Linked DNA regions of Mus musculus: region 2 is linked to region 1. The links are chromatin contacts, called in public Hi-C maps. All regions are on one chromosome and are shown on one strand. The core of a region is the stretch at or near the end of the contact, and the rest is flanking DNA. Distances in the headings are between cores, read along the strand shown.

Region 1 (4,974 bases), core at 1,518-4,017:
CGGCGAATGTGAGGGCGGCTCTCCACACCTAAAAGTTTTTTTCTATGTAATGAGTGCATATTTACTAAAATTGTCATTCCTTCAAATGGAAAAAGAGTATAAAATATGTGTTTATGAATTTGATAATTTTTTTTCCTGGAATACAGGAAACACTCCAGCAGAAAGAAGTTTAGTCTCTCTCTCTCTCTCTCTCTCTCTCTCTCTCTCTCTCTCTCTCTCTCTCTCTCTCTCTCTCTCTCTCTGTTTTGTTCATGTTTACATAAGGTGACATGTAGGCTAGGGTTACCTTGAATTCCCCCCACCCCTAAAGAATGAGGAAATGTTTTGGCATGGTTTTCCCTTTTCTGAGGTGAGATTATGTGGCTGTATTTTCATGGTCTTTCTTTGTCCAGCACTCTGTCTTGATAAAGGAGAATTTCATTTTTCTCCATCCTATATGCTTTCAAAGATAATTCCAGGTAAAAGTTTTCTATTTTCTCCCCGAGACTTTCCCTTTCATTCTAAGGGTTCTATGTACTTCCTTTCCAACCGACTTTGAACGTTTGAGGTCCTGCTCTCCCTTCACCTCCCAAGTGCTGAGATTACAGCTACAGCTACTATACCCCTCGAAGTGTAACACTTCTGTGTAGAACAGTTGTCTTTGTTAAAATATATACAGGTCACACAGAACACCTGTTGCCACCTGACCTAACTCTCTACCTGTTAACATGGTCAGATTTGTTCACAGTTTTGAGCCAGGGGGATGGTGTTAGAAAGGAGAGAGGGAAGGAAGAGTCGGAGCTCTTTCCTGGTGATTCATGAAGTGTTAGTAGTCTTGGTCTAAAATCAGGCAACTGTTGTGCCCAACGCCACTGGATCTTTCTTTGATTTCAGGCTTGATGACTGCTTGTATTAAGTACCAAGTTAGACCGTGTTCACTAGATTATAGAGTAGAGTAGAATTTTCACTCTTGTGCTGTACTTAGAAATGGCATTTTCTATGTTATTTTCTTATTTTTTGGCTCTTACTGAAATGGGAACATGGTTGACTCCAAATGCCTCCCTTGACTAAACTCGTGGTGTTCAGCCTGCATCAGCAAACACTCTGATCAGCCCGGTATACTTGGTTGTTCTGTGCGACATGGGGTCCTGGCCATGCTTTTTCCCCAACTTTACTGGTATTCCAGGGTCTACCCCACTCATCCCAATACCCTTGTTCTGCTCAGAGTTTTTTTGTTCTCGGAATTCTTGCATGGCTTCATCAAAGGTAACTTACAGAAGTGTATTCTTTAGATCTTTATAGCTATTTATAGAAAATTACAATTGAAGCAAAATCCCAAATCTGAAATGGTATATCAAGGGAATTGAGAAAGTCATATTAAAAACTGGCACCACAGCAAATGTTATCAAATATTCTTTAATTTTATACTAACTCTTGGAAAATATTCCAAGGAAATAATTGAAAATACAGAAATATTTTGTTAGTACAAAGACATTACCTCAATTGTCCTCTTAGTAAAAACTGAATATACTCTATATGTTTTATTAGGGCAATAGTAAAAGAAATGTCTGTGTTATATAAGAGCTTTATATAAAAAACCCTGGATTGTGAGCAATGTATGATATCATGTACAATATACGATATAAAAGCTAGAAAAATGAAAAATAAACAGTCTTTGTAGATTAATCAGAAAAATGTCAAACTCAATGCCTTTTCTTTATTTCAGTGACACGCGGGAAGATTGTGCAAAGATCTCCTTTTAGCTCCAGGCTAGAGCTAAGGATTCTCAGCCTGCTGAAGGTCACCTTGGGAAAGGCACTGTCCACACAGGAAGCCAGAGCTGGCTGCATCCGACCCATGGTCCACTGCTGCTCGCCTACACCCTAGCACTCCACAGTTCTCTCAGCTATCCTTTCCTCGCTCCGACGAGTTCAGATGATTCCTTCTAACTGCACCACTTACATTGATAACAAAGACAGATTATGGAAGCTACATGTTTGTACTAGAAGTTAATTTCACAGATGCTTAATACTGAACAGTATTTGAAATGTATAATGAAGAAAGCACACCACCACTCCTAAATGATCCCAAACAGCATAGTGAAACTGTATTAGTATTTGCGTAGCTTACTAGCTAAAATTCTGGCTTATCTGACATTTTTGTACAAGGCTATTATCAGCCTGTGTCTGCCTGCGGCACTTGAAAAACCCAATGGATCTTCCACTCTTTCCCCATCTTCCCTCAACTTAGGATCGCTGCTCAACTCTTACCCCATCTCCCCTCAAGCCGTCCTTTGTGGAGGAAGAATCTTGGGACAATTACATAGCTTTCCATATATCCAAGGAACAGCTACTTCAAACCAATTTTGTTGCAGTATAAAATATTTCCCCATAGTAAGAATCCATATTGGTAAAAGCAAGAAATCAAGGGGGTACATATGACTACATACTCACTATGGCACGGCTGGCGTGTGTGTGGCTCAGTAACATATCATTTACCTAACATGCATAAGGCCTTAGGTTTGAGCTCAGCACTACAGCTAAACCCCAAATACCCCCAGATCAGTATGACAATAGTTATGATCACCACTTCTTCCAGGAAACAAACTAACCCTCTTTCTGTCTATTTCATTTGGGGCTTTTCTCCAGGCATGCCAAGCAAAACCTGTAGTATGCCGAGTGCTGCTTTTTCACTTACATCAGCCCTTGAATTAGGGAAGGAAGTTGCACACACTCTTCCAGAACTCTACAAAACATTGCGTCATTCAACTTGCCCATAATCAAGAAGCTTCGCTGTGTGGAACTGTAAATCTAATCACAGTGGCATCCCTGGGGTTTCTGGGAAAGGAAGTGAGGGAGGCCCACAATGAGTCATCACGTGACTGAGGCAGCGAGGGTTCCCTTGCTATTCTGGTCTTTCAAAGTGAGGCAACACTTCCTACTGTGATGATAAAGTTAGGGCCATGACAAGAGAAAATGCTTTCTTATAACTGGACACATTATGCTCTAAACATTTACTGCAATAGTACACAAATCCTGGCAAATTCAACTGTAGCTTAAATATCCGATTTTCCGTTCAGTGCTGATTGTGTGTACTTTGAGTTTCTTTCCCAGCCCTGGCGGATGCGAGTGAGGGTCTTGTCTATGCATGGCATGATGAGGATGCACTTCAGCACCAGCACTGCGCAGGGGATGACGAGTGCCAAAATATAAGCCGAAGGGAGGCTCCACCTTAGAATCGAAGGGCTGAGGAATCTCTTTCCGCCATACACCAAAGTGTGGGCTGTGCACAAGACCAGGGTCAGATAACCCAGTTTGGACTATAAACAAACAAACAAACGAAAAATAGAAGTCAACATCATTCACAACTTACAGTGAAATACTGCATGCCAATGAAACGTACTTGTCCACAACCACAAATTCATGAAGCTGTTATGATAGTTAGAACATTGCTAGGTTTAGAAAAAAATTATAATCTTTCTTCAGGATGATAAAATATTTCATTAAAACTATAAAAAGACTTGTTTATTGATGACATCCAAGTTTTATATTAACCTGACTTGACAAAGAAAAGCATCCTAGGAATAAACTCTTTAGGTTAGGAGACATGAATGCACCATTTCTGTCCACAGAGGGAACTCCTGTTGTGGGTCATCTTATCAGGTGTTCAGGACCTAATGACTTCTACAAGATCTGCATTCTCTCCTGTTACTGGTTCAAGGCCAGAGGCTAGCCCATTTCTATCACAGAGGCTAGCCCATTTCCATCACAGTACTGGGTCAAGGTCAGAGGCTAGCCCATTTCCATCACAGTACTGGTTCAAGGCCAGAGGCTAGTCCATTTCCATCACAGTACTGGTTCAAGGCCAGAGGCTAGCCCATTTCCATCACAGTACTGGTTCAAGGCCAGAGGCTAGCCCATTTCCATCACAGTACTGGGTCAAGGTCAGAGGCTAGCCCATTTCCATCACAGTACTGGTTCAAGGCCAGAGGCTAGTCCATTTCCATCACAGTACTGGTTCAAGGCCAGAGGCTAGCCCATTTCCATCACAGTACTGGTTCAAGGCCAGAGGCTAGCCCATTTCCATCACAGTACTGGGTCAAGGTCAGAGGCTAGCCCATTTCCATCACAGTACTGGTTCAAGGCCAGAGGCTAGCCCATTTCCATCACAGAGGCTATCCCATTTCCATCACAGTATTGCTAAGCTGTGCTTGTGGAGACCCTGAATTCTGAAGCTCAGTTTTCCTCTCTGTCTTAATTCCTTGAATTTGTCTACATTTGGCCTCTCAGAGAAACAGCTGGATTTGATAACCAAATCTAATGTCAATTACTAATGGTCTGTTTTATTATACTGTTGCACAAGGAACATGCATGGGAATTATCTGGAGGGCTTGTTAAAACAAATTTCTGGGCTTCAGAGCCTCTCATTGCCTGAGTTGGGTGGGGCCTGGAGCTTTGTGGCCTAACAAGTTCCCTGGGTGATGCTTTTGCTGCTTCTCTGCATGCGATAGACGCGGTGAGGACCACTGGTCTCCTGGAACAGGTACCACCTTTAATGAGGTGTCTGGTGGTTAATACATGGACAAATTGAATTTCCCTCACACAGGCCAGGAATAAGTCTAGGGTGATGATACTTATCAAATTTTCGTTGAAGTTTTAAGCTTTATGGTAAAACTCCCTTTTCTTATCAATATGTCCAGATTGTGAGACTGAATTTTGTCTTTGGGTCCTTTTCACCTTTCTACCTGGTGACTCCACACATAGTTAATAGCTTCTTGGTGCCCTTCACTCTGTGGTCTCAGTGGTGGCTCTGGGTATATTCAGGCATCTTGGCAAGCTGTCCCAAGCAGGAACTCATACCCTTATCGAGTCTGCCTGTCAGTGTCTGAGTTCATTTTTCTGAGCGAACTGCTAATGATGTGACTAGGGAAGTACAGGAGCCAAGTGGAAAACGTAGGCATGATATGAGAGTAAAACTGGAACATTTGTAAAAAGC
Region 2 (5,219 bases), core at 318-2,817, 76 kb before region 1:
CTTTACAGCTCTTCTCTACTTCCTTTGTGGGTAAATGATTAATTATCGAATTCAACTGAAAGTAGCTAACTATCATAATTGGGCCATAAAATAATTAATTACTAATATTTGTCTTTAGGTTAGGCAAGCAGAGGTTTTATGTTCAGATCTTGAATTTCTTCTCTGTAAGCAGCCCTTGTTCTATCCTGACAATACAAGTGAGGAGGTATACACTTTGTAGATCTTCAAAGTATATTTATATTCCCCCTTTGGGTCAGTCTAATCCCAGTCCAATCACAAGCTTTGAACTGATCTATTATTGATACAGGCAATACTCTGTCCAAATTTGTCCAGATCTAAAATAAAGACTGTTTTAGTCTTCCTTTCCTTTTACCTTCTTTCAGGCAAAGGGACTCATTTCCAGAGCAAAGACTGTTTTTGTGCCACTGCACTAAATGCTAACACAAACAGAACATAACAATTCTTCAGTATTGAAGGAAAGGCTAACCTGTCCAGCCACAGCAGCAAAGTAACCATATAGCGGATCCTGAGTTTGTCCAGGGAACGCAGGCCCTCCGGGAGCCCCACCATACTGTGAAAAAGAAAAGAAAAAAAAAAAAGGTAAAGGCATCAGAGAGAATTGAATTTATCTTAACCATCCAAGGCTTTTGTACAATTGACGCCTGTGCGACCTTCACAGTCTCTATCTTCCCCACCACCTTGACTCAGCTCAGTGACCCACCAGGCTTGTCCACTCCTGCTCCTGACATCTAAAAGCTGGAGACTTGGTCCAAAACAAGTTTCATGAGAGTGATGGCCACTAAACGCAGACCCACTTTAAAAATCCCTATTAACCAGCTTACAGAGGTCAGTGCACCGGAAGCAACCTGGTGGCTAGGCTTAGGACTGTTTTCCTGTTGGTTTTTACAGCCTTTGCGGTGTTTTTGAAGTACTTGAAGTACTAAGTAAGGCTGGAGTTAGTACAGGGCTGACAGGTGTGGCTTGGGAAGAACAGGGATGGCCGGCCCGGTTATATCTAAAATGAGGGTCCCTCTGTCTCTGACAGTACACCTCCCACATCTGCCTAAGTGGTCTTCCTCTAGGACTTCAGCTCATTTCTCCAGACTTTCTGGTCTCCCTGTCACTTTCTTTTCAAGGGAGTGACCACAGAACCATTCTAGATCAAGATGGCTGTTGTTGCTTTGGGGACATTCCGAGAGAGCAGGAAGTCAACACCAACTTGCACTATCTCACGCCACATATCCGAGTTACAGAATGGGCTTCCTGGGTCGCAGCCCACCCACCGGTGGGCCCTGGAAAGGCCCTTGGAAGAGATGGGGAAGAAAAATGGAGCCAAGGCTGGACATCAGGGTCCAGGCGAGCTCGCAGGGAGCATCTGGGACCGCCCGCGACGCCTCCTCCCGCTCGTCCGTGGCGCCTTCCAGTCTCGGGAGACCAGAGGCTGCTGTGCCCTCGTCCGCTGCACTTACCCCGCCTGGGTAGTACCCTCCGCCCGCGCCAGGGTGCCCGGGATACGCCATGGTGCAGACTGCGCCTCCGCCCTGCCTGTCTGCTGCTCCGCCCGTCCGGCCCAGAGCCGCCCCGGAGCGCACCACGCCGCCCCGCGGGGGCCGCCGCTCGCCGCCACCCACCCCGATCGCCCCGCGGCATCCCGAGTGCCGCCCGTTCCCTGCTGCCTCTGTGCTGTGTCAGCGCCGTCTGCGACCCACACTCGGGCGATGACCCAGGACCCCAGACGAGTTTATATCAGGACCCATTCTCCCTCTCGACCTAGTGGCACATTCCGACATCCACGCACAGCTAGGGGAGGGTTTTTTCCCCCCTTCTTCCTACTGTGCTATTTTGTAGAACATTTACTATTTACACCGGGTTGTTGGGTAGAGAGGACGGGATAAGAACGCTATGCACAACTGTAGGGAAGGGGAGAACAATTCCAGTGGGCGAAGGAGACACTTTACAAAATAGGAAAAAAAAAACTTTGAAAACCTGATGAAAACTTCTGAACCATGCAAGTGGGCTTTTAGCTTTGACTGAGGGTGGCCTGTTTCTTTGCCAACCGTTTAAGCTGAGTGTAGCTCAGGTGCGATTGCTAGGCGTGGGTGTGTGGGGTGGGGTAGAAGAGGGCAGTTTCTAGGCAGGACAGCCTCACCCAGGTCATTCATAGGAAAGTGAATTGTTTAATTTTCTGGATGATTCGAATAGAAACAACCCCAGTGGTGAAGCTTCCTGGAAAGGATGTGAAACTCACGTGGGTTGTTCAGATGTTTCACGGCTTCTTTTTTGTTTTTTGGTGCAATTGCAACAAGAGGTAATTGTTTGCTGGCTCCGGACTGTTAAGGACTGAACAGTGTTGGTTGGTCGATGTTTTGTTTGTTTGCTTTTGACTGTTTGCTCTTACTCTTTCCTTTTGAGATCCAGGTTCTCAGGGTAGCCTCTCATGGCCTCAGCCCCAGATGAGAGTCACCAACGGTTGCCTGCTTTATTGTTATTATTATTATTGTTGTTGTTGTTATTATTAATTTATTTTTATTTTTAATGACGAAACAAAAATATACCTAAAAGCGAAGCTTCTGGAAAAACCATTTGTTCATCCCTGTCTTGTATCGCTCCTCAAACTTGACCTTGGCCTCCCGCCTGACCTTGCGTTTGTTTCAAAGCTGGGTCCCTGAACACATCCTTGTTGACAACAGTCTTGTTCAAGGGGATATCCACAGAGTACCTTGTGGGCATGAGGTGGTTGTAGTTATAAACTTTCACAAAGGACTTGATCTTGGATCGCTTGGCGATTTTCTTCTTGCCCATGGCAGCTGTCACTTTTTGGGGATAGCGGTCAATTCCAGCCACCAGGGCATGGCTGTAAGGGCGGTCCAAGAAGCCATGGTCAATGTTCTTCACGATGACGGCTTTGCGACCGGAGTAGCATCCGGCCAGGACCAGCAACACTTTCCCGGGTTTCATGAACTTGCCCATCTTGACAGCAGGCAGCGGTACCCAGCAGAAAGGAAAGGAGGGCACTTCCGCTCTTGGTTTTGTTTTTAACATTTTGAGAAACACTTTAATGAACAAGACTGACCATAGTGTGTGACCAAGTTCTCTTTGGATACATAAGCTCCAAAACAGAAAGTTCTAAATAGCGAGAAACAATTCCAATAGTCCTTGTGATCACGTAGCAAAGGTGTAGCCTGTTTTACGTCTGCTTCTGGAGATAAAATTACTGTTCTCAAATACCATGGTCTTTGATTAGGCATTCTGAGGTTTTGTCCTGTAGTTTGGAACTTTAATCGGCTAGGTGAACAGGGCTCAACTCACACTTGAATTTAAGCTCTTTCAGGACTCGAGTTTGAAAATATCACAAAAAATATGTGTCACCAATAAAGCATTTGTGACTAATGCAGGCTTCATTTTATGGATAAGCGACTACATTAATTGTCACATTAGGAGACATTAGACTCTGGTTACTCCTCCCTTAAGAAGTGAATTTTAATGGAGGGCTGTAAATGAAATCCTTACAGCGATTGCCAACAAATTAATGATGAAAACAAAGATAAATTACACACACACACACAGTAATTAATGAGTGTCAGACCTTCATAAACTTTGCCTATTTGTGTAGTCCTCACAAAGACCTGTGAGATAGGCGCTTTTGTTATGCAGTTTTATGCAGTTGAGAAACGAGAGCTGAGACAAGACAAAGAAAGGAGGATATGAATTCAGAGCTGGGCTATGGTGCTAGGTACTCTAGCTCCGCCCCCGGGGTGGGGGTGGAGGTGGGGATGGGGGAGAAAATGTCCAGATAGTAAATATTTTCCATCACATGCTCCCTATAGCAACTTCTTGGCTCTCATAGCCTGGTGGTGTCTAAGGATAGAACACAGGTCAACAGTGTGACTGTGATCTAGAGCAACTTCATTCACTGAACTTCATATCGTTGTTGAATGTCAGAATAACTCTATTCCTCCTATCTTTTAAAGACAGGAAGAGATGTCATTCCTAGCTCTCAGATGTTCTCCCAAAGAGGCAGGCCAGATGTGGCCCTCAGGGAGCAACTTGTGAACCACGGCCAGCTTATGACTCAGGAAGTATGGCCCTTAGCAAACAATTTTGCTGGTTTTAGGATAAAGTCTACTGTATTGGTAGATGAGTCACACCAAGGAATGGTGACTCCCCAGTGTAAGAGCCTGTGATTAAAATGGCTACGTCGGAATCTGCCCATTGGTCAGTGAGACATGTGAGAGGAACAGGGTGAGACCATGGCTTGCCTGTCTCCCACCCTGTGTACTCTCCAAGAGTGGCTTGCATATGTCGTATGACAGGCTATCCTTTCAATGTTTATGCATGCGACACAAACCCTGTTATTCACAGACTAAGATTATGGAACCTAAGCAAAGGATAAAGATTCAGTATCACCATTGCAAAGCTGAAGTGTGATCATCTTTCATGGCTTTCGTATTTATTTTCACAGAAGGCGTGGAGAGGGAATGAAATAGGCAACTTCTCACATTCTTGGCATGTGCCAAGTGTCATGCTAGACGCTTCCTTATGACACTACACTATCAGAGGAATTTGTAATTGTGTTTTAGAGATTAGGGAACTGAGTAGCAAGTAACTTTCCCAAGGTGTCCTACCAGGCTTTTACTCTCAATGTAAGTTGAAGGCCTAAGTTTTTACAATAAAAAACAGACTATAAAACACTAAGCTACACTCATGCTTTTCCCTAGGGGAGAACTTCCTGAAGCATTAGGACAATACAGAAAAAGAACCCAAGAGACAGAGAAACTTCACAAAAATCCTCATGTCTGCCTTCACAAGATCAAGTTACCTCATCCCTAAGTAGGACCTATAAAAGATGACAGCCGCCCCGACCCTCTGTCATTTTAATTTCGAATCAAATTAAAAACCTCAGTGGAATAAGATCACCTTCTTAGCCCTATATCTCCAAACTATGAGTCCAAGATACAGGCACTGCCATCCATGAGCCATCTGAAGAAACTCAGCAACAGAGCACCATGCTGTGTATTTATACAGAAGAGGGCTTTCTCATGGGAACCAGAATACTATCATTCATTCTAAAACAATGTACTAAGTTTTACACAATTTTTTTCAGGCATGTCTCCCTGACTGAAGGCTGTGGCTAAAAGAGGCTGAGGAGAGTTGTTTCAAGTTTAAACCTAGAAGAAAATCGGTTCTCTAGAGAGAACGTTCGTGATGTCTTGGCTAAT

The links. Hi-C and Micro-C count contacts between places; a contact is called where the count stands out from the background.
Region 2: a Hi-C map of granulocyte-monocyte progenitors shows a contact between it and region 1, with 2.8 times the contacts expected there. The contact joins the promoter of Sri here to the enhancer-like site in region 1. A contact is called at or near these places in 1 of 39 promoter capture datasets (macrophages) and 2 of 484 Hi-C or Micro-C datasets (the C10 cell line and granulocyte-monocyte progenitors).

The regions. Positions count from the first base shown.
Region 1 is chr5:7,978,619-7,983,592 of GRCm38.p6, reverse strand. Steap4 (STEAP family member 4) reads right to left here. Exons shown (of 5, transcript NM_054098.3): 5 at 1,380-3,298. The coding sequence ends at 3,035. Among named protein-coding and RNA genes, the nearest start is that of Steap4, 21 kb to the right of the region's middle. Within about 2 kb of position 2,767, at least 32 of the 459 cell types and tissues checked have an H3K27ac peak or open chromatin away from gene starts, as enhancers often do. A contact at or near this core is called in granulocyte-monocyte progenitors, where this site is marked.
Region 2 is chr5:8,052,890-8,058,108 of GRCm38.p6, reverse strand. Sri (sorcin) reads right to left here and starts at 1,567. Exons shown (of 8, transcript NM_001080974.2): 1 at 1,470-1,567; 2 at 488-571. The coding sequence starts at 1,520. It also overlaps the pseudogene Gm15730.